Regions from separate parts of the Mus musculus genome. Here all the other regions are linked to region 4. The links are chromatin contacts, called in public promoter capture Hi-C maps. All regions are on one chromosome and are shown on one strand. Each heading gives the region's core, a stretch centred on a gene start, on an enhancer-like site or on the middle of the called end of the contact. The rest is flanking DNA. Distances are from core to core; before and after follow the strand shown.

Evidence for each region. Promoter capture Hi-C pulls out the DNA fragments that hold promoters and counts their contacts.
Region 1: a contact with region 4 is called in a promoter capture Hi-C map of pre-B cells. The contact joins the promoter of C1qbp here to the promoter of Pelp1 in region 4. A contact is called at or near these places in 6 of 39 promoter capture datasets (the C10 cell line, the HPC-7 cell line, cranial neural crest and 3 more), 2 of 484 Hi-C or Micro-C datasets (embryonic stem cells and pre-B cells) and 1 of 115 datasets of contacts at active chromatin or transcription factors (astrocytes).
Region 2: a promoter capture Hi-C map of pre-B cells shows a contact between it and region 4, with 2.6 times the contacts expected there. The contact joins the promoter of Derl2 here to the promoter of Pelp1 in region 4. A contact is called at or near these places in 3 of 39 promoter capture datasets (the C10 cell line, erythroid cells and pre-B cells) and 1 of 484 Hi-C or Micro-C datasets (pro-B cells).
Region 3: a contact with region 4 is called in a promoter capture Hi-C map of liver, with 2.1 times the contacts expected there. The contact joins the promoter of Kctd11 here to the promoter of Pelp1 in region 4. A contact is called at or near these places in 2 of 39 promoter capture datasets (both in liver).

Annotation. Positions count from the first base shown.
Region 1 is chr11:70,978,677-70,984,512 of GRCm38.p6, reverse strand. It overlaps C1qbp (complement component 1, q subcomponent binding protein), which reads left to right and starts at 1,487. Exons shown (of 6, transcript NM_007573.2): 1 at 1,487-1,788; 2 at 2,193-2,343; 3 at 4,410-4,503; 4 at 5,729-5,824. The coding sequence starts at 1,563. It overlaps Dhx33 (DEAH (Asp-Glu-Ala-His) box polypeptide 33), which reads left to right. Exons shown (of 12, transcript NM_178367.4): 12 at 1-422.
Region 2 is chr11:71,017,612-71,023,535 of GRCm38.p6, reverse strand. It overlaps Derl2 (Der1-like domain family, member 2), which reads left to right and starts at 4,233. Exons shown (of 7, transcript NM_033562.4): 1 at 4,233-4,392; 2 at 5,159-5,224. The coding sequence starts at 4,300. Mis12 (MIS12 kinetochore complex component) reads right to left here and starts at 3,925. Exons shown (of 3, transcript NM_025993.3): 1 at 3,347-3,925.
Region 3 is chr11:69,878,348-69,884,364 of GRCm38.p6, reverse strand. Kctd11 (potassium channel tetramerisation domain containing 11) reads left to right here and starts at 3,380. Exons shown (of 1, transcript NM_153143.4): 1 at 3,380-6,017. The coding sequence starts at 4,155. The coding sequence ends at 4,853. It overlaps Acap1 (ArfGAP with coiled-coil, ankyrin repeat and PH domains 1), which reads left to right. Exons shown (of 22, transcript NM_153788.3): 17 at 1-43; 18 at 609-781; 19 at 1,671-1,780; 20 at 1,873-1,983; 21 at 2,334-2,383; 22 at 2,640-2,798. The coding sequence ends at 2,740. It overlaps Mir6924 (microRNA 6924), which reads left to right and starts at 2,271; the gene lies at 2,271-2,333.
Region 4 is chr11:70,406,060-70,412,121 of GRCm38.p6, reverse strand. It overlaps Pelp1 (proline, glutamic acid and leucine rich protein 1), which reads left to right and starts at 2,091. Exons shown (of 17, transcript NM_029231.4): 1 at 2,091-2,358; 2 at 5,801-5,865. The coding sequence starts at 2,110.

The DNA.
Region 1 (5,836 bases), core at 238-2,737, 570 kb before region 4:
ATCCCTGTGAGAACATTTGCATCTCTTATAACAGGATTCCAAAACAGCAAAGTATTTACTGTGGCACAAATCCTTGTGCTCCAGCTACCAGGGTCTGTTTGGAACTGTGGCCGCGCATCTAAGATGCCATTCCTTGAGCACATAAACTAGACTATACCGGTGGGGAAACAATTCTCTATAGACTGCTGTAGTGTAGAAAACTGACAAGCGGATTTGGACATGTGCTCTGTTCTCTCTGGTCTCAAACATAAAAGAACAGTTCTAGTATATAATGCTCGAAATTTGCTTTTGACTATCAAATCCATAAAAACTGAATCTTGTATAATGATCTGTGTGGCCTCTTTTGTTGGGCCTCCTTTCCCTTATTTAAAGAATGCTGTTTAGAATATTAAACATTATTCTTACTGCCATTCATTCGATAAGTCTTGGTATCCAGCATTTACTTTTGTTTTTTTTTTTTTTTGAGAAGTCTTTTTCATGTGACCCTGACTGTTCTGGAACCTGCTGTGTAGACCAGGCAGGTCTCAAACTCAGTTGTTTGCCTACCTCCCTGATGCTGGGACTATAATGCATGAGCAGGGCTTTTGTTGTTTGTTTTGGGGTGTGTGTGAGTGATTTGGTTGGTTTTTGTTTTGTTTTGTTTTGTTTGGGGAGGGGAGTGGTTTTGTTGATTGGTTGATTGATTGATTTTTTTTTAAATACCTTTGAGTGTTTTGGTATCTGCTGCCCTGGAACTGAAGTTAGATAGTTGTGAGCAGGCATGTGGATGCTGGAACTAGAACTCTAGTCTTCTGCAAGAGCAACAATGCTCTTAATCACTGAGCCATATCTCCAGCCTCTTATCCTTGATTCTTTTTTTTTAATAGATATTTCAAATGCTATCCCCTTTCCTAGTTTCCTCTCCAAAAATCCCCTAAACCCTCCTCCTCCCCCTGCTCCCCAACCCACCCACTCCCGATTCCTGGCCCTGGCATTCCCCTGTACTGGGGCATATAATCTTCGCAAGACCAAGGGCCTCGCCTATGATGTAAGCCATATATTCCTGCTCCCAGGAAACCGATGGTCCATTAAAACTGGCCCATGAATTGTTAGGGCGTGCAAAGGTTTCCAACATAAATCCTTCATCCTGTTCTTGGGATTCTGGATCTAATGTCTAATGAGGCCAGGATGTCCACTCCACAGCAACTGCGTGCAGGTCAGCCTGGGCTTTCCAGAATTAGTCGGTTTCAGAAGATCGTTAAGTGATCTTTGAATATACGGTTTTGCGCGAGTTGGGGTGAACCTGAACGCATTCCGCGGTAACAAAGCTTGGTGTGGATTGAGAAAAGCAGGTGAATTGGGGAGAGTGGGCAGCAAGGGAGACATGGTGGTCAAGGTAGCTGAGTCAAGGCCTCCCCGACTGCACTGGCGGCTCCCAGCAGAGGGCGCGGTCCGGCCCGGATGACTGCAGTCCTCTGGGGTGGAAAGCGCTTCCCCGGGCGAGGGCGGGGCTTCCGGCAGCGCGCGAGGTCACACGGTGCCTTGGCCCGGTCGTCCTTCCCTCTGCACGTGTCCGCCCCGCGATGCTCCCTCTGCTGCGTTGCGTGCCCCGCGCCCTCGGCGCCGCCGCCTCCGGCCTCCGAACCGCCATCCCGGCCCAGCCGCTTCGGCATCTCCTGCAGCCCGCGCCCCGGCCATGCCTCCGGCCCTTCGGTTTGCTCAGCGTACGGGCCGGCTCGGCTCGGCGCTCTGGCCTCCTGCAGCCCCCGGTTCCCTGCGCGTGCGGCTGTGGCGCTCTGCACACGGAAGGTAAGGTTCACGCACCCTAGTCGGAGTGCGGCCACCCAGCTTGGAACAGACCCTCGTGATCGAAAGCTTCCCCCCCCTTCTCGCGTCTTGGAAATGTGGCTTAGCAAAGTCCGTAGGGTCGTGGTTTCAAAGTGTGGTTGTTGGTTATGTCTTTTGGAACCAGAAAGAGGATAATTGGGAATTCTTTTGTTTAATATGGGAAGTAATAGTAGTGAGTCCATGATAAGAAATAACCATCTCATGATAAATATCAGTTCAGCTCAGTAAGTATATCCTGCTCTTTTTATAGAGTGAGAAACGGACGTTTTAAGGAGTGATTTGGGCTAGTGTCGTAAGAATGGATACAGTCCGGTCTATCGGTAACCGGCTTTTCTCCCTTTGGGTCATCTTGGCTTTTCTTTTAGGAGACAAGGCCTTCGTTGAATTCTTGACTGATGAAATTAAGGAAGAAAAGAAGATCCAGAAACACAAGTCCCTTCCCAAGATGTCTGGAGATTGGGAGCTGGAGGTGAACGGCACGGAGGCTAAATTATTGCGCAAAGTTGCCGGAGAAAAGTAAGTGGCCCAGGGCTTGTATTCTGGGTTCTCAAGTCGGGAATCCCTGACTACAGCACCCTGTCCTGGCCATCCCCAGGAGAGCCTCAGCTTAGGCCCAGTACTTTGATAAAATGGCTTTTCTTTTTTGGGTTTGTTTGTTTTTTTTTTTTTTCCGAGGAAGGGTTTCTCTGTGTAGCCCTGGCTATCTTGGAACTCACTCTGTAGACCAGGCTGGCCTCGAACTCAGAAATCCGCCTGCCTCTGCCTCCCGAGTGCTGGGATTAAAGGTGTGCGCCACCACAGCTGGCCAATAAAATGGCTTTTAAGAAAGCATTTACTTGGAAAAGTTCTTAGGTTCCAGGGAGTGCATTCTCTGAATGAATACAGACTTCTGGGCTTGGTTATTAAGGAGGCCTGAAGCAGCTCCAGGGTGTGTAGAGGGGAGTCTGGGAGCCACAAGCGCAGTCACTGGCTTACTAATGAGGGATGCTGTGCCCAGTCTGGACCTAAGGGCTGGGACTTTTTTTTTTTTTAATGTTTAATAGTACTGATAAATTCATTTGTTTAGAACTCCCATCTGGCTTGTGTTTGTAGTAGTTAAAAATGCAAGGTATGTAACTTTTAAGGAAGAAGTTAGAGTGTAGAAAGGCCATCAGACAAAGGTAGAAGGTTCTTAGCCAAGCTTAGCTCTCGCTTTCCTAAACCGATCATTTCTGAGACAGGGTCTCTGTGTTGCTGCTGTAGAGCACAGACCAGCCTCTGACTCTTGGTCCTTCAGACACCTGTGTGCTGAGGTTGTAGGCACGTGCTACCACACACCCTTAAGACCGTTAAGCCCTTGTTTGTGCTGTTCTGTGTTACACAGTCGCCCACGGCCTTCCTTAGAGAAGTCTACTTGGACTCTTGAGTGCTTCTCTAGCATGCGTGAGGCCCCAGGATCCATCCCTGGTGCTTTAGGAACACAGTGTACAAGAAAGCAGTTTTATCCAGTGGGGCCTATAAGCCTAGTGGTAGGTGTGTGTGTGTGTAGATTAGAAAGTTCAAGGCTAGCCGGGCGTGGTGGCGCACGCCTTTAATCCCAGCCAGGCAGAGGCAGGCAGATTTCTGAGTTCAAGGCCAGCCTGGTCTACAAAGTGAGTTCCAAGACAGCCAGGGCTATTCAGAGAAACCCTGTCTTGAAAAGCCAAAAAAGAAAGAAAGTTCAAGGCCAGGCTGAGCAGTGGAGGGAGGGGCTCGCCTATAATGCTATCACCCTGGGAGGCCGGAGTAGGTGGATTTCTGTGAGTTCAAACCAGCCTGGTCTATGAGCAAGTACCAGAACAGCCAAGGCTACACAAAGAAACTCTCTCTTGAAAAGCCAAGAGAGGGAGACTGACTGACCCGGCTCAGCTTAGTCTGGGCTGTCACAGGTTGTACATGCTTTCTGGTTTCATCTTGCCATTCTTTTTTTGGTGGCAAAGTGGCAGCAAGGCATTGCCCAGATGAACTCCGGGAAGCAGCACCCAGTACCCTCTTGCTTGGGTTAGTTGGCCCTGCTGAATCAGTGTAGCCCTGGAACTTCTGCTTGCAGGTGTGGAGGCAAAGGAATTTTATCTGATTTCAGAACATGTGCTGTCACATAAGAATTCTGACCATCTCACATGGGCCAGGGTGCAGCCGTGAACTTCGGCCAGGCACGCACAGAGTACTTGTTTGAGCTCCAGAATCCCCCAGAAGGGGGAAGAGCCACTAGGTGTTTCAGTTCCTAGTTTGTGACTATGCAAAGTGAATCTGCTCTGCAGCACGTGTGAGGCTTCCTGGAGCAGATGGCTTCCCTGGAAAGACCCCCGGGACACCAGCCTGGCAGCTACATCCACAGCTGTAGTCATTTAATTTGTAGCACTTTGTATGAACACTTCAGAAGGTGTTTAATGGCCGTGTTGGTTTAGGCACCCAGGCTGGTTTTAAGTTCTGTTTAAGTCCTGGTGCAGCTCGCTAGGATGGAGACATTGTTTTAGCGTGCCTTCGCACCTGCCCTACCGCAGCAGGCCTCCCTCTTCCTGTGCTAATAGTGTACCTTAGTGTGCTTCTACTTGCCGTTCTAGGATCACGGTCACTTTCAACATCAACAACAGCATCCCTCCAACATTTGATGGTGAGGAGGAGCCCTCACAGGGGCAGAAGGCTGAAGAACAGGAGGTAAGCTAGTAACACTCCAGCCAGCCAGTCTTTCTGTCCGAGAAGGAGGAACTTTTTAGGTAGATTGTGCATGGACCATGTTCTCAGAGTGTGTGGCCCCCTGTAGAGCTTAGGCTTCATTATTGGCCTGTGTCCTCTTAATACAAAGGAGCTATGACCGCCCACCCCTGCCTGTGTGGGGTATGGGAGGACTTAGTCTACAGATAACTCTCATTGGGAGTGTTTTCAGTGTGAAAGATGACAAGTGGATGGTCAACACTCGTCGTGTGACCAAGATAGGAAGGCTGGGGTGGTGGGGCTTAGAGACTTTAAATTATGTTTATTTGTATGTTTGACGCTAATGTGTGGGCTCGTAGGAAGCAGTTGCATCCTTCTTACCATGTGGGGCCCGGGGTTGAACGGAGGCCTTCAGGCTTCAGCAGCAAACTCCTTTACTGGGTGAACCGTCACTCCAGCTCAACCTTATTTATTTTATTTTGGTTTTTGAGACAGGGTTTCTCTGTGTAGCCCTGGCTGTCCTGGAACTCACTTTGTAGACCAGGCTGGCCTCGAACTCAGAAATCCGCCTGCCTCTGCCTCCCGAGTGCTGGGATTAAAGGCGTGCGCCACCACTGGCCGGCCTTACATATTTTTAACATTTGACCAGTTGAAATGTTTTCCTTAAGTTGCTGCCCTCATGGCTGGATCTAGATACCCCACTGAGGGCCACAGGATCCCCAGGCTATCTAACTAAGCAGATATCAGTCTTGTGTATGAAGAGCTGAGTCCCCTGCTGTGCTTCTGTGTCCTAGCCTGTACCCAACTCCTTAGGCCTGCCCCTTGGGTCACAGTAAAAGGAAGTTGCTGCTATTTCTGGTTAAGATGGCCACTTAGCTAGAGCCCATATGTTCCAGGCCTCCATCGTGCACCAAAACAGTCAGAGGGGAAGGAGGTCCAGGTCTGTGCTGCAGCCTTGTGTGCTCTGCAGTGTATGGGAGCAGAAACAGCCCTGAAGAATAAATAGCTAGCTGTGCCTGACGGCAGATATCATTCTGGACCCATGTGATTGATAAACTGTTTAGTGCTCTGTTGGAAGATTTGAGTGCCTTATCCACAGCCTAAGACTAAAAAATGGCTAATAGTAACCTAATGGCTATGGCTGTCAGACATTCTGAGCTTCCTATTGGTCCAGGTGTGTGCACCCTCCCAGCACTGGTGTATGCTGACTTAATTCCTGTCTCTCCAGCCAGAACTGACATCAACTCCCAACTTTGTGGTTGAAGTTACCAAGACTGATGGCAAGAAGACCCTTGTACTGGACTGTCACTATCCTGAGGATGAGGTGGGTAGGGTG
Region 2 (5,924 bases), core at 2,984-5,483, 610 kb before region 4:
CCACTCAGGTCCTCTGTAAAGGCAGCAAGAGCCCTTAAAACTACAGAGCCACCTCTCCAGCCCCTGCAAACAGTCTAATATACACATGTTACATTTTTATGTCCTTGTCATTCCATATTATTGCGCTCATTTACTTGAATGACTCTGACCACAGTAGTAGAGCAGTTCTATCATATTCACAAATCCCACATAGAGTGCTCATGCTCTTTGTGACAAACACCTCATTGAGTTCTAATACTTTTTTTTTTTATGTTGGAATCTGGATCTGGGCATCATACATGTTAGGTAAAATCCTATCCACCAGCTACATAAATCCCTGACCCTGGTTCAAGCATCTTACTACCAGAAATGTTTAAAAAAAAAAAAATGCTTCTTCTAAGGGATTCAGCCACTCATCTCTCCTCCCTCTCAGCCCACAGCCCACATCTATGCCCTAGCCAACCTTTGGCCAATTTAGTAAGAAGATGCTGTTCCAAAAAGGACAAGAGAAAGGGTGGCACAAAGTCAACCATCCATGTAAAGAAACCCATTCCTCTTCATCAAGAAACCTGGTCAGACTTGTGAGCATACATCAAGGTAATGAGGAGCAGGGCTAAAGCATGGCTCAGCATGAAGTCTACTTGCTGCTCTTGCAGAGGGCCCAGATTTGGTTTCCAGAATCCATCCATAACTCCAGATCTAGGGGATCTAATGTCCTGTTCTAATCTCTTTAGGAGACCAGGCATACTACATGTACATGTAGTGCATATACATACATATAAACAAAACACTCATACACATAAACATATATTTCAAAAATTAAAATTATTAAACAACAAACAACAACATTAGTGGAGATGGAAAAATGACTCAGTAGTTAAGAACTCCAGCTGTTCTTGTATAAGGCCCAGGTTCAGTTCCCAGCACCCACATGGTGGCTCACAACTATCTATACTTCCAGTCCCAGGGAATCCAATCTCTTCTCTGGCCACCAAGGAAATCAGGCACACACATGGTGAGTATATTTACATGCATGCAAAGATAAAAGAAGAGGAAAAAATATATAATAAATAAATAAATAGTGAGGAACCAGATAAAAGCCAGACTATGACACTGAAATAGATTCATGATTTCTTTATGATTTTGTCCTTGATACTCCAATATAAGATTCTGCAGGCTCAGCTAAAGATATGTTTCACTGGCAAGCCACAAGGATAAAATTAATGACAGTTCATATCAAGGCACAATATTCTTTGGCAATCCACTCTCCTACCTTCAAACCACCTAGGGCTACATTTGCAGAAGCTCTCAAATAGTAACAATAATGGTAACGACTGATCTCCTACTCTTAACTATTTCTACATTACTTCATCCTCTTGTGGATCTGTTTTGTGATACAAGTTTGCATGATCCTTTAACGCCAAACATTGCACAGATCTATAAATCAGGGATACATTTAAGAGACTTTGTTGGGAACAAAGTCAGAAACATGTCATATGATATGACCTTAAAGTCAGAAGAGTCTGCATTATAATTGGAATAAACTTTTAAAATTCTTATTTGGCAGTTCCTTTATCAGACCTCATCCATTTAATTTTGTCTTTTGTTTACTCCTCTCTATTCAGTCAGTAGGTCATCTGAAAATATTCAAGTCTTTCAGTTTTATACAATAATTTTTTGGTTTGTTTGTTTTTCGAGACAGGGTTTCTCTGTATAGCCCGGGCTGTCCTGGAACTCACTTTGTAGACCAGGCTGGCCTCCAACTCAGAAATCTGCCTGCCTCTGCCTCCCAAGTGCTGGGATTAAAGGCGTGCACCACCACACCCGGCTATACAATAATTTTTGAAAGAGTTGATTTTATTGTTTATGTGTATATGCCTTTATATGCACATGCCACATGCATGTATGTGCCCCTGGAGGCCAGAAGTGGGTGTCAGACAGGCTGGAGCCAGGGTTATACTGAACATGCGCTGTAATGCAAACTCAGGTCTTCTGGAGAAGCAGTCTGGGCTTTTTACTGTTGAGCCATGACCACCTACACACAAGAACCACCTTTTAGACACTGTGTTATAAGAGAACAGCTACTCAAGACTACAAAATTTAAGTGGAACGTGTATTCTGTGTCCATGTCTTCACTCACCTTGGTTATGAGACTAATTCATTCCTCACTACTCTAACACAATGACAAAGTCATCTAAGTAGGGCGATGTGGTTATTTAGTTATCCCACCAAAGGACGCAACCTTAGCATCATCTGTTCTTGTATAATCAACGTTACAAGTTTGAGTTTATAAGGATATTTTTTTTGCTCCTAACTGATGGGTTAGAAAACTGGTTTTGCATATGTAGAACTATGCAAGAAAAACATCCTTTATATTTCAAACTAGGGTCTCAAAACAGGTCTTCATTTTCACTTTAACTGCTAGGAGCCTTGGAGGTATTAATTGATCTTCTAATCATAACAGATGGATGATGGAGATTTTTCTATACTAACTTCTGGGGGACTTGTTACTTTATTTGCATGTATAATGTCACTAAAGATTGCCAAAACATTCTCAGAATATCTAAGCTGTTTTACACTCACTTGGAGTAGACCAGAACTTCTTGTATCTACCAATACTCTAACTTTTGTGAATTTGGTAGTCATAAACTTGTTTTTCTTCCCTATAGAGCTAAGAGTATTCCCAGGGCCTTTGTACATACCAGTACGCACTCTAGCACGAGATTCCCAGACCCACACTGTATTTTGAAGACTAAGACCATATGGCTTCGCATACTGTTTGGACACTGAAACTACCTCCACCTTCCACCTTCACATATGTTGTTTCTATTGAGATGACTTTCCTAAAGACTGTATTTTCATTATCTGAATAGATTGGTCATCTGTTACAAATTACCCAATCAACTGACCACTTGCACCCTATAATTCTCTTAAGTTTGCACTCTAACTTTGCCTCCAAGTTTTCACCATTCCTGGATTGATGCGCCATGATTACATAACCAAATACCTACATCCAAACTTCCAGTTTTGAGAAAAGTTCCAATGTTGCCTTTTCTCTGTTGGACACTGCCAATGCTATAATGAGGCAGTAGCTATAAAGATGCAGTTTTACCAACAAGTTGCTAAGACCACTCCCCAGTGTTTGCTCCCATTCTACGTTGTCCACACTGGCCTAGAACTTCAGGATGGAACAAATCCTCTGGCTTCAGCCTTCAGAGTGGCTAGGAGCCACAGGTCGGTTCAACTACTTTCAGCTTTCTAGTCTTCCTTCTAAATGCCATTCTCTCCAACTTTTTACTTGGTTCCTACCAGTCTTGACGGTCGCATTTTTTTGTCCCACAATTTTTAAAGCTTCTTTATAACTTACTGAACACGTCTGCCACGGTCAGGATAGTCTTTGCTCCAGCCCAATCTAATTCTATTTTCTTTCCTTCAAGTAAGCATGCAGTAGGCGCAGATTCCAGAGCCAGTTCGAATACACATCCCTGAAGAACCGCCTCCGCTTTCCCTTCATCTACCGTCTCTTCTCTGCTAGATTAGAGTTCCTGCGGCTGAAGATAAACATGAGAGGTCCTCACACCGTCTCGACGAATGTAATGGACTTCAGAGCCTACGACCGCCACAGACAAGGCCCAGAAACCGCAGAACGGGAAGCGCTTCCTTCAGCTCCAGCTCCCGTACTACCCCGCGGCCGCGATGCATGCCGGGAACTCTAGGTCTCCGTACCCAGGCCGGCCAGACCGGAGGGATTCCCTACAGAACGCTCCGCCGCCCCGACGCCACTCCTCGGTCCCGCCCTTTCCGCTCCTCCTCGGAGAGCACACAGCCCCTACCGAAGCGATCCCGGGAGTGATGGATTCCGCCCCACACCGGCTTCCCGCCACTTCCTTCAAGCTACACTCAGCGGCTGGAAGAAGGCGGTAACACCGGCTCCTCCGAATCGACTGAGACCTGCCTCTGCGAACGAACGCCAAGGCGGGCTGGATCGCACTCCTGATTGGCTAGCCGTGGGTCAAAAGGAGCCACTGCGATTGGTAAAAGGAAGGCGACAAGGAGGGAAAGCTAGCTGTGGCCGGCAGGGATTGGCGGACGGAACTGGTCCTTCTCTCTGCGTTGGTAGGCGGAGAAGTAAGGATGGACCGACGCAGAGGCGCAACTCTTGATTGGTGGGTGAGCGGCCCCAAGGCGCCAGCGATTGGTGGCTGTCCGAGTACGCAGCGCTGATTGGACAGGAGTGGGTAGGCTGAAGGCCAGCTTTGAGTCCGCCCCGCCGCCTGGCATACTGGCGGAAGGGGAAGGGGGGCAGGCGCGGTGGGAAAGATGGCGTACCAGAGCCTCCGGCTGGAGTACCTGCAGATCCCGCCGGTCAGCCGCGCCTATACTACCGCCTGCGTCCTCACCACCGCGGCCGTGGTGAGCAGCTGTGGCGCCACATCCTCTTTTTCCAGGCTAGCTATGACTGCGTCTTCAGAAAACGGGTTTGGGCCGCGGAGAAGCCCAGTGGGTCTGGTCCCAGGGGTGGGTGGAGACATCCGGAGCTGACTCTAGGGTTTGGGATATTCCCAAGGGTGCCAAGCCAGTGACCTGAGAAGGGTGTGCCCCTTCGTGAAGGGCCAGGTCAGTTTCAGACAAATGAAATCCAGACCTGTAGTGAATCAGAAGTGCGGGAGCCGCCCACCCAAAAATGTGTCTGAGAGGTCCAGGTGACTAGTGGGAGTGAGGTCCGCTAGGTTCACAGACTATTATATTGAGTATAGAAATCTCGAGCTATCTGGAAACATCTTTCAAAAGACGGCCTATGGATATAAGTGTCTGGCCGCTTGTACCTATCCCTAATGGTAGCAGGGTCTTAGTTAAACCCCTTATTCCGAGTTGTCTCACCTAGCTGAGGTGGTGACCACGTGACGCACAGATTTGTAAAAGATGCTGTTGGCTTGTCTCTAAAATATGCTCACCCGCCTGCCTTATAGCATCCTCAAATATTGCAACATCAAACTGACATTGTGTGTTTATACAAAACGGTTGTGCAAATTCTAAAGAATCTCTTACCAGCTGTCACAAGCAAGACAGAAATGTATTCCAAGGGACAGAAATGATTAGATCTACTCATCCTTCGTGGTTCATGATGAAATTTTGTTTTGCGGTTGATCGGCTTCAAGAAGCTCTTTTTCCATTTCAGCAGTTGGAATTGATCACACCTTTTCAGTTATACTTCAATCCTGAATTAATTTTTAAACATTTTCAAGTAAGTGGTCTATATAGCAACTGTGATTAATGTTTTCATTATCTTTTTTTTTTTCGTATCGTTTAGTAAGTAGTAAATCCTGTGAAATAGAGTCTCAAAAAAAATAACCCAGTAGGGGAATCTCTGATTACAGGTCTTTTTGAGATGTAAAGAGGGCATTCCACAGCCTGGTTGGACTCTAGAATGGTTTGAGAGCTGCTAAGTATTTGGGAACTCCTTATATACCAAACTAGAGTTGCCAGGGGGGAGCCAGGTGCAGACAGAGCAAGCAGGAGGATGGCAGGTGCTGGATAAGCTTGAGCTAGAGAGAGAGAGAGACTGTCTTAAGAACATAATTTTTAGTGTGTCTTTGATGTGTTGAGATTTTATATTTGACTACAACTAGTTAAGAACTAATGTGGCCATAGTCCCAGCAGTCAGGAACCTGAGCCCACCTTGAACTACATACCAAGGAATTGTCTCAACACACAAACAACAGGAACAACAACCAACAACGACAACAACAGTAATAATAATGTGATCTGAGAATAGACTGATGAGCTGGCTGCCCAGGGAGTTTCACAGGATAGCCAGCCTTATTTTGTGTTTTTTCCACCCAGACACACCTACCTACCACTGTTGTTAGTCCTCTTGGGCCAGCTCATAAACTCAGTTCTGGTACAACTTTAACATTGATCTGTCTTCTAGAAGTCAGATTATC
Region 3 (6,017 bases), core at 2,131-4,630, 530 kb after region 4:
CCTCCCATCAGGCCACACTCGGGCATTGTCAGATCCAAATCAGGTAGAGAGTCCAACTCATTGCTGTACACTCAGTACTGGCCAGGCCCTAGAGGGAGGCAGAATGTGAGGTCCAGGCTGTCCCTTGGAGGAGGTTGGGAGGAGCAGAGTACAGTCAGGAGGTCACAGTGGGGTGTGACATTGACATGAGGAAAAGTATGGGCTGGAGTATGGTCAGGAAGAGCCACAGAGAGGGGCATCTCCAGAGAGAGGTTGAACTTGGCATCTCCAAAGGTTTGAAAAGAAGGAAGGGTTATGAGCCTTGTCTGGGCGGGGGAAGGTAAGCACTGAATCTGTCAGGGAGTCAGCTCACCTCTGGCATCCAGCCAGTCTGGGGAGATGAGCAATGCTATCTCTTCCACACCCAGGGCCCTGCACACACACAACACACATACCAACACGTATACACATCCACAGCGCTCCCGTTTCTCACCACAGCTCTGAGTCACAAGGGACTCCCCACAATTTGGACGTGACTTATCCCACTGCAGCACCTGGGGACTTTGCTGAAGATTTTCTTTCTAGACCCGGCACTGATACTCCTTAACAGAATTAAATCCACTTGACAGAGTGCCCGTCTGATGACATGGGAAGCCTGCACCCTGGGGCCCTGCTGTTTCAAGCTGCTGGACATCCCCCATCTCTTCCTACCATGGCTGATGCCCTGGCCCATGGAGCTGATGTCAACTGGGTCAATGTGGGCCAGGGGAATGCCACACCTCTGATCCGGGCCACAGCTGCTGTGAGGACCATGCTGACCTCCCCAACTCTACCCTAGAGCTCTCCCTGGGGTCTCCTTCCCATAGGGCAAGATAAATAATATAGACTAAGTGTTTGAAGTGTGATTTGGAGGTGGTGAATTAGATTTTTCGTCTGCTACTTACATGAGCTTTTAAACAAGTTGTCAATATCCCTGTGACTTAGTCTCCTCAATGTAAAATAAGGAAGCAGACCGGAGAGATGGCTCAGAGGTTAGGAGCTCATGCTGCGTTTGCTCAGGATCAGTTCCCAGCATCTACAAGGCAGCACATAACTGTAACTCCAGTGCCAGGAGATCCAGCGCCCTCTACTGGCCCCCTCATTCACTGCATGTGACACACAGACATACATGTAGGTAAAACACCTATACACATAAAATAAAAATAAAACAATCTTTAATTAAAAAAAAAAAGAGGGACAGCATGACTCATCAGGGTGCAGGATATGCTTTGGGGAGGGACAGATTTTCTCTGTGTAGCCCTGGCTGTCCTGGAACTCACTCTGTAGACCAGGCTGGCCTTAAACTCAGAGATTTGCTGGCCTCTGCCTCCTGAGTGGTGGGCTTTAGATTAAGACATGTGCTACCACTGCCTGGCTTTTTTTTTAATGTGCATTGGTGTTTTGCTTGCATGTATATATATGGGAGGGGGTTCCCTGGAACTGGAGTTACAGGCATTGTGGGTGCTTAGGACTGAATCTGACTCCTTTGGACGAGTAGCTGGTGCTTTTAACCACTGAGACATCTCTCCAGTCCCGGGATAGATTTAATATATGAGCATCTAAAGGTCGAGGACCAAGCCTGACACCTCACTGAGCCCTGAAACATCCAAAAATCCACCTCTAAAAATGCCATCTTCTTGATCTCTATGCAGAACTCTCTTCTGGCCTGCGAGTTTCTCCTCCAAAATGGGGCGAATGTGAACCAAGCAGACAGTGCCGGCCGGGGTCCTCTCCACCATGCCACCATTCTTGGTCACACAGGGTAGGGAGCCATGGAAATGGCACCATGGGGAGGAAGCTTTCTGGGAGTGAAATTGGGGGATGCCTGTTGCTGAATTTAGCTCTCTTCTCTAGGCTCGCTTGCCTGTTCCTGAAACGGGGTGCTGATCTGGGGGCTCGAGACACAGAAGGCAGGGACCCTCTGACTATCGCAATGGAAACCACTAATGCTGACATCGTAACCCTGTGAGTATGCCGAAGGGGCAGACTGATGCTTGGACAGTCCTCGTTGGGGTGAGACTAACGTCAAAACCTGACTTGGAGGGTGAGGTCTGGGGTGTGTGTGTGTGTGTGTGTGTGTGTGGAGAGGGGTGTGGAGCAGGAGCATGGACCAGTTGGGTGAGATACTGAGAGTTCACCTGGGGAGCCATTATTAGGACACCAACATTGCAAAAATGTTCGTGAGTGTAAGCTTTTATCTTTAAGCACTAGTTATGGACAGACATTTTTAAGGAGTGACACAACTCAAGAATTGGACAGAGGATGGGGATTTGGCGAAGTTCCAGGTCTTTTACTCCTTAATCCCCACCCTTCAGGCTACGATTGGCAAAGATGAGGGAGGCTGAAGCGGCCCAGGGCCAGGCAGGTAAAGTAACCACGTATTTCACCCCGACCCCGACCCCAGGTCCATACCGAAATGCCTGACCCCTTAGTACCCAACTGCATTAATACCATTGTTTATTCAACAAACATGTTTTGGGCACAGCGAACGTGCCTGACCTGTGGAACAAAGGTACTGTACTTAGGATGCACCCACACTTTAAAGTGCTTACCCTGCCAGGACCACCCCTACTGTGTAGCCCGGCTGTCCAGCCTCCCAGTCTTTCCTCTGATTTCCTTAGGAGACGAGACGTATCTCGACATATTCCGAGACTTCTCCCTCATGGCGTCGGACGACCCAGAGAAACTGAGCCGTCGCAGTCACGACCTCCATACTCTGTGATTCCAGGCTCCTCCCCACCCTGCCCCATTGAAGTCTCCATTAAAGTCTCTCAGCTTGGCTTCTTTCTTAGTTCATTTACTGTGCGCCACCTGGGGGCCCGGCAGAGTGTTTGGCACACTGGCCACCCAGGTGCGGGTAGCCGTGGTTACTCAAGAGGCTAGGGTTTCTCTAAAGGAGGAAGTTGACTAGCACCCGGTGGCTTGGCGGGAGGGGCTTTCGAGCCCAGGGGACCAGGGAAGCCACCGCGTGGGAACCTGGGCTCGCTGGGATGGCCCGAAGGCATCCCGGGAATGCGATGGCTCAGCATCCGCCCCCTCGGGAGTTCCCGACCGGGATCCAACCCGGAGACGTGGATTCTCTCAGACTAGAAGGATGGACTGGAGACTCCATCCTCGACTAAGTTGTACTAGTGAGGTCATGCACATCTGCAGGGAACGCGGGGCCGTCGCGGCCACATCCGCAACGAAGCCTGTGAATCATTCCACCCCCGCTCCAGTCGGCCGGTCCAGCCTGTTCGCCCCATCTCTCGCACTGGCAAGGCCGGCTCCCACCCATAGCAGAGCCCGGCCAGCCCACGGGGGCGTAGGGCGGGGCGCTAAGGGGCGGGACTGTCGCTTAAAGGGCCACTGACCGCTGCCCTTAGGCCACTTCCTGGGGGTGGAGAGGACCTCAGTGCCTGCTGCGACAACCCAGGAAGGCGGTAACGCCCGAGCCCTGAGACACTGTTCCCAACAGAGTCCCGGGACACTCTCAGCTCTGACTGCAAGAGCATCGCCTCTCCCAAGCCATACAGAACTGCTGGCTACCGGCTCCTATCAGTTGCGCCTCCATCTTTTGGGACACACGCCCCTAACCCTGGCTGGGCCTCTGAACAGGTCCTCGGAACCCGACGTGGACTCTACAACTACAAAAGCTCAGAAACTCAAACTGATCCTTTCAGCGTCCGACCGGTGCTCACCACCGTCACCTGCTGGTTGAATTTCGGAAACCCACTGTCTGAAGAGTACAGGAGGGAATCGCTGACCACGCACAATCAGAAGCGTCTGGACCAAAAGCTCCCTGATCCTGTCTGGCTGCCGTCTGTTCCTTTCATCGGTTCTTTCATCCTCTCGGGGATTTTTGTGTCCTGAAGCCCCCAACCACCACCAAAGTAGCTTGGGTGAGCTACAAACTTTACTGTCTTGTTCTCCAACCTCTGCCTCCAACTTAGCAAGTCTGAACGTTACCACCCAATTCTTTCCAAACCCCCAAATATCTGCTTTTTCCTTCTCCTTGCCTGTCTCTTATATTACCCAAAATTTCCCCCCCTCCTGTGTCCTCTTTACCCCCTTCCTTTGGGGGTCCCGTGACCCTAAATGTGGGGGGAACACTATATTCCACTACACTGGAGACCCTGACTCGCTTCCCAGATTCCATGCTGGGGGCCATGTTTAGGGCTGACACCCTAATGCCAGCCAACCTTAACCCGCAAGGAGATGGCCATTACTTCATCGACAGGGATGGCAAGGCTTTCCGGCACATCCTCAATTTTTTGCGGCTAGGCCGTCTGGACCTGCCCCGTGGGTACGGAGAAACTGCCCTTCTTAAGGCAGAGGCTGACTTCTACCAGATCCGGCCCCTCCTGGATGCCCTGCGGGAATTGGAAGCCTCTCGGGGTACACCTGCATCCACAGCCGCCCTACTCCATGCAGATGTAGATGTCAGCCCCCGCCAGGTGCACTTCTCCGCTCGAAGGGGCCCCCACCACTATGAGCTGAGCTCTGTCCAGGTGGACACCTTCCGAGCCAACCTCTTCTGCACTGACCCTGAGTGTCTGGCTGCCATGCGCAACAGATTTGGTGTGGCCATTGGGGACAGGGCAGAAGGAGGTCCACATTTTCGGCTAGAGTGGGCCTCCCGCCCCCAGGAACTCCCTGAAGTAGAGTATCAAAGACTGGGGCTGCAGCCACTGTGGACTGGGGGGCCAGAAGATCGTCGGGAGGTAGCGAACACGCCTACATTCCTGGAGGAGGTGCTACGGGTGGCTCTGGAACATGGCTTCCGCCTGGACTCTGTCTTCCCAGACCCTGAAGACCTTCTGAACTCTAGATCCTTGCGCTTTGTGCGCCACTGAGGGTGCTGCCCTCCACTTGACTGCAGAGGAGGGGGATGAGTCAGCCAAGGGGCCTGTGGCTCTTCTAAAACCTCTTTCTAGTACTGGTGTGGTAGCTATGAAAGTCAGGGATTCCACCATACCTGGCCAGAGCCTAGAGCTGGGGTTCCCAGATCGAGCTGCCCCCTTCCACCCCACAAGACTCACGAATGGTCCAGAAGGTCTACGCGGGGGCTTATCCTGGGAAAGCATCGTGGATTCTCTAGCCTGTTTTTGCTTGAGGATGGGTCCTCTGTATTCAGAAGTGTGGCAAAGTAAGATAGCACCTCTTTGCCCAGGCTAAACCTAGCAGAGCTCTGGCGGGTTGAGCACTAGGTGGGAGGACTTTGACTTATCAAATGTAACCTGCTCCCTAGACTGTGGTTTCCTTTACTGGAGCTGACATCTTATCCTACAGTAACCATTAAGAGGCCAGGACTCTCTGGGAGGTTTCTTTACTATGTTCCAAGCCACCTATTGTGGGACACTCCATCCTAGGGTGACATAGGGAGCAAGGAGAACCTCCATCAACACGGGGGCTAGAGCTCCCTTCTGGAATTCCAGAGGATCCTGTATGGAAGTGGGGCTGGACCATGGTGTCCAGAGGCCTCTTTCATGTGTGTGCGCCTGCCAGTCAATAGATCTGATGCTGCCTGGCTCCCTGCTGTCTTGGTTCCCATCAGTGTTGCTGACTCCTGTGCTTGTGTATTGGTCCTTCTGTGATCTTGGCCTGTCCAGGCCTGTTTGGGGTTGCTTAGAAACTCTCCAGGCTCAGGTACTTCTGTGGTATGTGTAAAAGCAGATTCAGATTTAGTTTAATCATAGGGTGTGTGTGTATGTGTGTGTGTGTGTGTGTGTGTGTTTGCATGTGTGTTTATGCCTGCGCTGCCACGTAGGCAGGAGGGCCTTGTTTGAGTTTGAGTCACACTAGGCCCTTCCTATGAGAGGTAAAAGCCTCTGGGCTTAGCTGGGCCTCTGAGACCTCTGGGAGCTCTTGGTTGCTGAGACAACCATGAGCCTGTTGCTAGGAAATAGCTGGGTAAGGAAGGCCTAAGGCTGTCCTGGGCAGCCAGGAGCTAGAGTTGGGAGAGTCGGGGAGGGTGTGGGAAGGATAGCATTTCTGGGTTCCTGGGCGGATGGGATACA
Region 4 (6,062 bases), core at 842-3,341:
AATAGGTCACGGCATGGTCAAACCCAAGTCTCATAGAAGACAGGATGAGCTTAGTTTGACCTTGTAATAAGATGGCTTTCAATCTTAAGATGGAGTCAGGCTGGTTCATCATTTGCTGCAAGCTTGAGGTCAGCCTGGCCTACATAGAGAGACCTTGTCTCAAAGTACCTCCAAAATAAAATCTCCTTTCTCCATGCCTCTGTCTCTGTCTCTCTCTGTCTGTCTCTGTCTCTGTCTCTGTCTCTCTCTCTCTCTCACACACACACACACACACACACACACACACAATTGAAATGGAAGAAAAAGTCAAAAATAAGGACCAGGATTTAGCTCACTTGGTCAAATGCCTACGGAGCATGCATAAGGCCCTGGGTTCCAGCCCTAGCACAGAGGGAACTGGGTGTGGTGGCACAGGCCTGGGATCCCAGTGCTTGGGAGGGAGAGCTAGGAGAGTCAGAAATTTGATGCCATCCTTAATTTTTATTTATTTATTTATTTATTTATTTGTTTATTTATTATATGTAAGTACACTGTAGCTATCTTCAGACACTCTAGAAGAGGGAGTCAGATCTCATTACAGATGGTTGTGAGCCACCATATGGTTGCTGGGACTTGAACTCAGGACCTTTGGAAGTGCAGTCAGTGCTCTTAACCACTGAGCCATATCCCCAGACCCCATCCTTAATTTCATAGGAAGTTACCTTCAAGGGGAGGTTACCTTGACTTTAAAAGTGTGTGTATGTGTATGTGTGTGTGTGTGTGTGTGTGTGTGTGTGTGTGTGATAGAGATTGGAAGAAAAACTTTTCTAAGAATGGCAACAAGCCTGTCGGCAAAATTGGAAGTCTGTGCAAAGGCCTTGGAATTGATGTTGCTGGAGGATAGAAAGAAGGCTAGTTTAGTCCAAGACTAGGAGAAGAAACAAAACAAAACAAAACCTCAAACATCTCTCCACCCCTAAAACAAAACAACAAAAGACCAGAGGAAGAAAGAAGTGCTTGTACAGCCTGAGGTCAGGTGGTATAGATTCTAGTCTGTGTAGGGAAATATTCTTATCTTTTTTTGTTTGTTTTTTTGAGACAGGGTTTCTCTGTGTAGCCCTGGCTGTCCTGGAGCTCACTTTGTAGACCAGGCTGGCCTTGAACTCAGAAATCTGCCTGCGTCTGCCTCCCAATATGCTGGGATTAAAGGCGTGTGCCACCACCACCCAGTTAATATTCTTATCTCTAGAAGCTACAGAAGGACTCTAAACTGGGAAGGACAAGCTTTCTTGGCTCCAATCTGTAATGTCAGCATTTGAACTTGTGAGCCTGAGGCAGGAATATTGCCACATCATGTCTGAGGCCAGCCTGTTAAAAAGCAAAAACAACAAAACAAAGAACTGGCTTATATCAGAAAAGCCCAATTCGGCTTTTGTGTGGTGTACAGACTGCAGAGGGAGGAAATAAGGCAATGCTGAGGCCTTTGAAAGTGATAGGTTAGCCGGGCGTGGTGGCGCACGCCTTTAATCCCAGCACTAGGGAGGCAGAGGCAGGTGGATTTCTGAGTTGGAGGTCAGCCTGGTCTACAAAGTGATTTCCAGAACAGCCAGGGCCCTGTCTCAAAAAACAAAACAACTGTGTATAGTAATGTAAATACACAAATGACTGTGGGTGTGTCTTGGGGACAGAGTGACACCTCTGCTACTTTGTGGCATGTGCACTGTTTGAGCTTGTTTTTCCATTGTTGGAAAAGCAGTTTAGAACGTTCCAGATTTCAGACTTGGGGTTGGCTCCTTAGATAGGATTACTAAGCCCAGGGAGAAGGTGACCAGAAGCCACGCTGGACTGAGATCTTTCAGACTCCCGCGCCTTTCCTGCAGACCACGTGTCCGGCCTGCGCAGCAACGCCTCCGCCCCGCCCTACAGCGCTCAGCCCGGGTTAGCAGTTTGCAAGCCGCCCCAACGCTGGCGCTCGCCCACATTGCGCATGCCCCCTCCTGCCGCAGGGCGCCAGCCCTCATTCATCCAGCCCAGCAGGCCGCAGCCCCCTCCTCAAGACCCCTCCCCGAGCGGCGTGCGTCGCACTTATGTTTGCGTCATCACGCCACGCCATTGCTCGAGCCTGTGAAGATGGCGGCGGCCGTTCTTAGTGGGGCCTCTGCGGGCTCCCCAGCTGGGGCTCCTGGCGGGCCCGGGGGTCTCTCTGCGGTGGGATCCGGCCCGCGTCTGCGTCTGCTGCTGTTAGAGAGCATTTCCGGGTTGTTACAGCCGCGAACGGCGTCCCCCGTGGCCCCTGTGCATCCCCCAATCCAGTGGGCCCCGCATTTGCCCGGGCTCATGTGCTTATTGAGGCTGCATGGGACGGCAGGTGGGGCGCAGGTAAGTCTGTGGCTCCCGCGGTCACCGTGGAAAGGCTGGTGAGGCGGCTGGGCACCGTGGTCCCGCCTTCCTGAAGCTGACACTGGAGCTGTGAGCTCGAGGAGAGCCGAGAGTGGAGAATAGAGCCACTTAACCATTGAGGACGCGATCCACAGACTTCATTACCTGCGCGTTCCCCAGAGCAGTATTAGGCCCCTTTTCTGTTAGGTCATTGATAAGCACAAAGCAATGAAGGGGCTCGGTTCCATCCCAGGTCCCCTGACTAGTTCAGTCCTCAGCGAAACTTCTTTTGGCGGCGTTTTCCCAGGGTAATTGAACACAAACATTTACTAGCTCTCAGCCAAGGGCCTACCCCTTCCTACTCGGCGCTCCAATTCCAGTCATAGTGGCGATGAGCAAAATGCCATAACACGAAACTAAATCTGGTATGAGTTTCCTAAACCGGTGTAGAGAGAGTATTTAGAGATTTCTCCAAAAGACCTGGAGTTTAAGATGAACAGGGGTTAGGTAGTGAAAGAAAATTAGAAGGGGTAGTTGAAACGTTAGAGGAACACTCGTGTAGGACGGGTTGGAAAATGAGGGCAATGTTTGGGTTCGGGGTTTAGGTGGTTAAAGAGAGTGGGTAGAGTTGAGGCTGGTGAGGTAGGCGGTAGACAATATGTTGTCTACCTGGTTAGGAGCCTGTGCACAAAATATTCACATGCGTTCAGTTCCTACAAGCTAGAAACCCAAGTGCCATCCTCGATATGTGGTTTCTTACACACTTCCATAAGCAGTCTGTGAAGTTCTGCCTTTTTTTTTTTTTTTTTTTTTTTCTTATGGAGGCAAAGTCTCACTATGTGGCTCTGGCTGGTCTGGAACTATGTAGACCAGGCTGGCCTAGAACTCCCCGAGATCCAGCTGCCTGTGGCTGGGCATCCGCCATCTTGTTCAGCTGTATGTGTGTTTATGTTAGTGGTTATGGGCCAAGGGTAGCAACGGTGCACACATCAAAGTCATAGGAACGTTTAGGTCCTAAGGTTCCTGTGTCAAGACAAGGTCTCTTGCCAGTGGTGGACTGTCTAGCCCGAGTGTTTATGTTGATGCTCTTTGGTTTTACCTTGTGTTTCTCAGTAGGGGACGCTGCGATTATAGATGCTTATACTACTATGGCTGGCTTTCGGATGGGCTCTGGAAGGCAGGATTGGGTGGCTTATATTCATTGTACTCCTCAGACAGTTGGGAATACTACAGTTAAATCTGCCCTCCTAATGGTCTTTTGTTTGTTTTGTGTGTTTTAGAAATCTCTCTGATTTTTTTTCAGTGACCTGAGTTTTTGTTGTGATGCACTTTTACTTCAGTAAGCCCTGCACACATGTGCACACGTGTTCCCCAATAGGCAGTTGGCACGTTTCTATAATGTTATGTCCTCTTCACGACTGCTGTGATCTACTGTGGCTATCACCTGGGCTTTGGGCAGCCACTTGTGCTGCTTTCTTCCTGGTGTTACCTTAGAGGTGTCTGCGGCCTCTCTGTCTCTCTGTCTCTTTCTCTCTGACATACATTTATGCCGCAAAGCAGAGAAAAGGGGAAAAAAGCAATTCCTAGTGAATAATGCACTTAGATTTATGTGATGCATTATGGGGGAGTAGCTGTTGACCACTCTGGCCGTTGAACGTGCGTTTTATTATCCTTTGTGTGTAGAGATCGTGGAAAAGCTGTATCACTAAGGAGCTGAGTGGGTCTTTTTGTTTCCCCTGGCAAATGCTGAATAAATGTGAACCTGTGGGGTTTTTTTGTTTCTATTTCTATTTTTTTAGGTTTATTCATTTTATGTATATTTTGCCTGAATGTAGTACACGCACAAACGTGTGTGTTTGTATACTTGGTGCCCATGGAGGTCAGAAGGGCATCAGATCCACTGGAACTGGAGTTGCAGATAAGTTTGAACCACTACCTGGGAGCTGGCAATTGAACCTGTGTCCTTTGCAAGAGCAACAAGTGTTCTAGCCTTTGTTTATGTATTCCTGGCTGGGATTATCTGTGCAGCCCTGGCTGTCCTGGAACTTGCTGTGTAGATCAGGCTGGCCCCTGCCTCTGCCTCCCAAATGCTAGAATTAAAGGCTTGTGCTATTACCAGCACCTGACTTCACCTGTGTTTTAATGTCCAGTCAGGTGAGTCAGGTGTGGGGTTCCCACTTGAGTCTGGTCCCTAGAACTCACTCGTGTCTTGGTTTAGGAGCATTTGGGTTGTCTAGCTATGGATGCTCAGCCCGTGTTGACCGTATGGATTGTTTGTGTCCACTTTCCTCCGTCTGGGAGGTAGGCTGCCAGCACCTAAAGCAATGCTTCTCCTGGAGTAGCCGACTACATGTGTACTGGACAGATGGATGGACACTCTCTACATGTGTACTGGACAGATGGATGGACACTCTCTGCCACCTGACTAAGGACTTTCTTTCTTTTCTTCTGTTTTGGTTTTTCAAGACAGGGTTTCTTTGTGTTAACAGAGCCCTGGTTATCTGGGACTTGCTTTGTGGACCAGGCTGGCCTCGAACTCATAGAGATCTTCCTGTCTTTGCTTCTGGATACTGAGATTAAAGGCATGCGGCACCACAAGCAGGCTTTTTTTTTTTTTTTTTAAATTTAGAAGTCACATTTATTTTGTATACGTACAGGTGTATGCATGCCTTCGTGCACAAGTGGAGGTCAGAGGACACCTTTGGGAGTCGATTATCCTAGGATGTGGGTTCTAGGAATCACGTGCAGGTTGTCAGGCTTGGTGGCATGTGTCTTTATGTGCTGACCCATGCCACTGGTTGTGGACTCTTGTTTTATTCAGTTGTGCCTTCCTTTATCTGAGCGGTACTGATGTGGGATTAGAAAGGAGGGATGATTTGTGGCCTTTGGAGATGTAGGTCTCCTGAGTGGAGTCTGGTGCTTGGGTTATGTGTAAAGGGGCTGACGAAGGAACTTGCTTCTGTGTGAGGGAGGGCTTGGAAGGAGGATAGGTTGAGTCTGTGTTGGTGTGTTCTTGCCTCTACGGAAGGCAGAACCAGGAGGAAGAGACTTGTTTCTTCTAAGTGACTAAAGAAGGGTTATGAATGATCTGTGTTCATTCAGCCGGTATTCCTGGAAGTCTTTATGCTAAGGAAGGTCTGCTGAGGTGAGCAAGCTTTATTGTTGAAATCTAGTAGATGAGTTGGGGTGTCCTCTTGTTAGCCCTGAAGTCCCCCTCCCCCTTACACCTGTGGGGCATGAGGGAGGAGGCCAGCAAGATAGAATTTGAGAAAACAGACTGACAGACAGACAGCTGATGGCCTTTTTGTACTGAGAAGGTGCGCCTTGAGAAAATCTTCTCGGGCGTGGGGGTTGGGGGGGGCAATGAGGGATTGGTGAATTTCTTGTGCATCTTTAGTGACCTTTGCCTCATTCGCTCCTGGTTTTTCCCTTCCACATCTAGAATCTTTCAGCTCTTGGGGCATTGGTGAATCTCAGTAATGCACATCTTGGCTCCATCAAAACTCGGTAAGTCATTATTCTTTAATCCCCTTTCTTCAGGGCGATGTGCCTTTAGAAAGTGGGTTGAGTCGGGCAGTGGTGATGCACGCCTTTAATCCTAGCACTTGGGAGGCAGAGGCAGGTGGATTTCTGAATTCAAGGCCAACCTGGTCTACAGAGTGAGTTCCAGGACAGCCAGGGGCAGTGTGTGTGTGGGGTGGGTT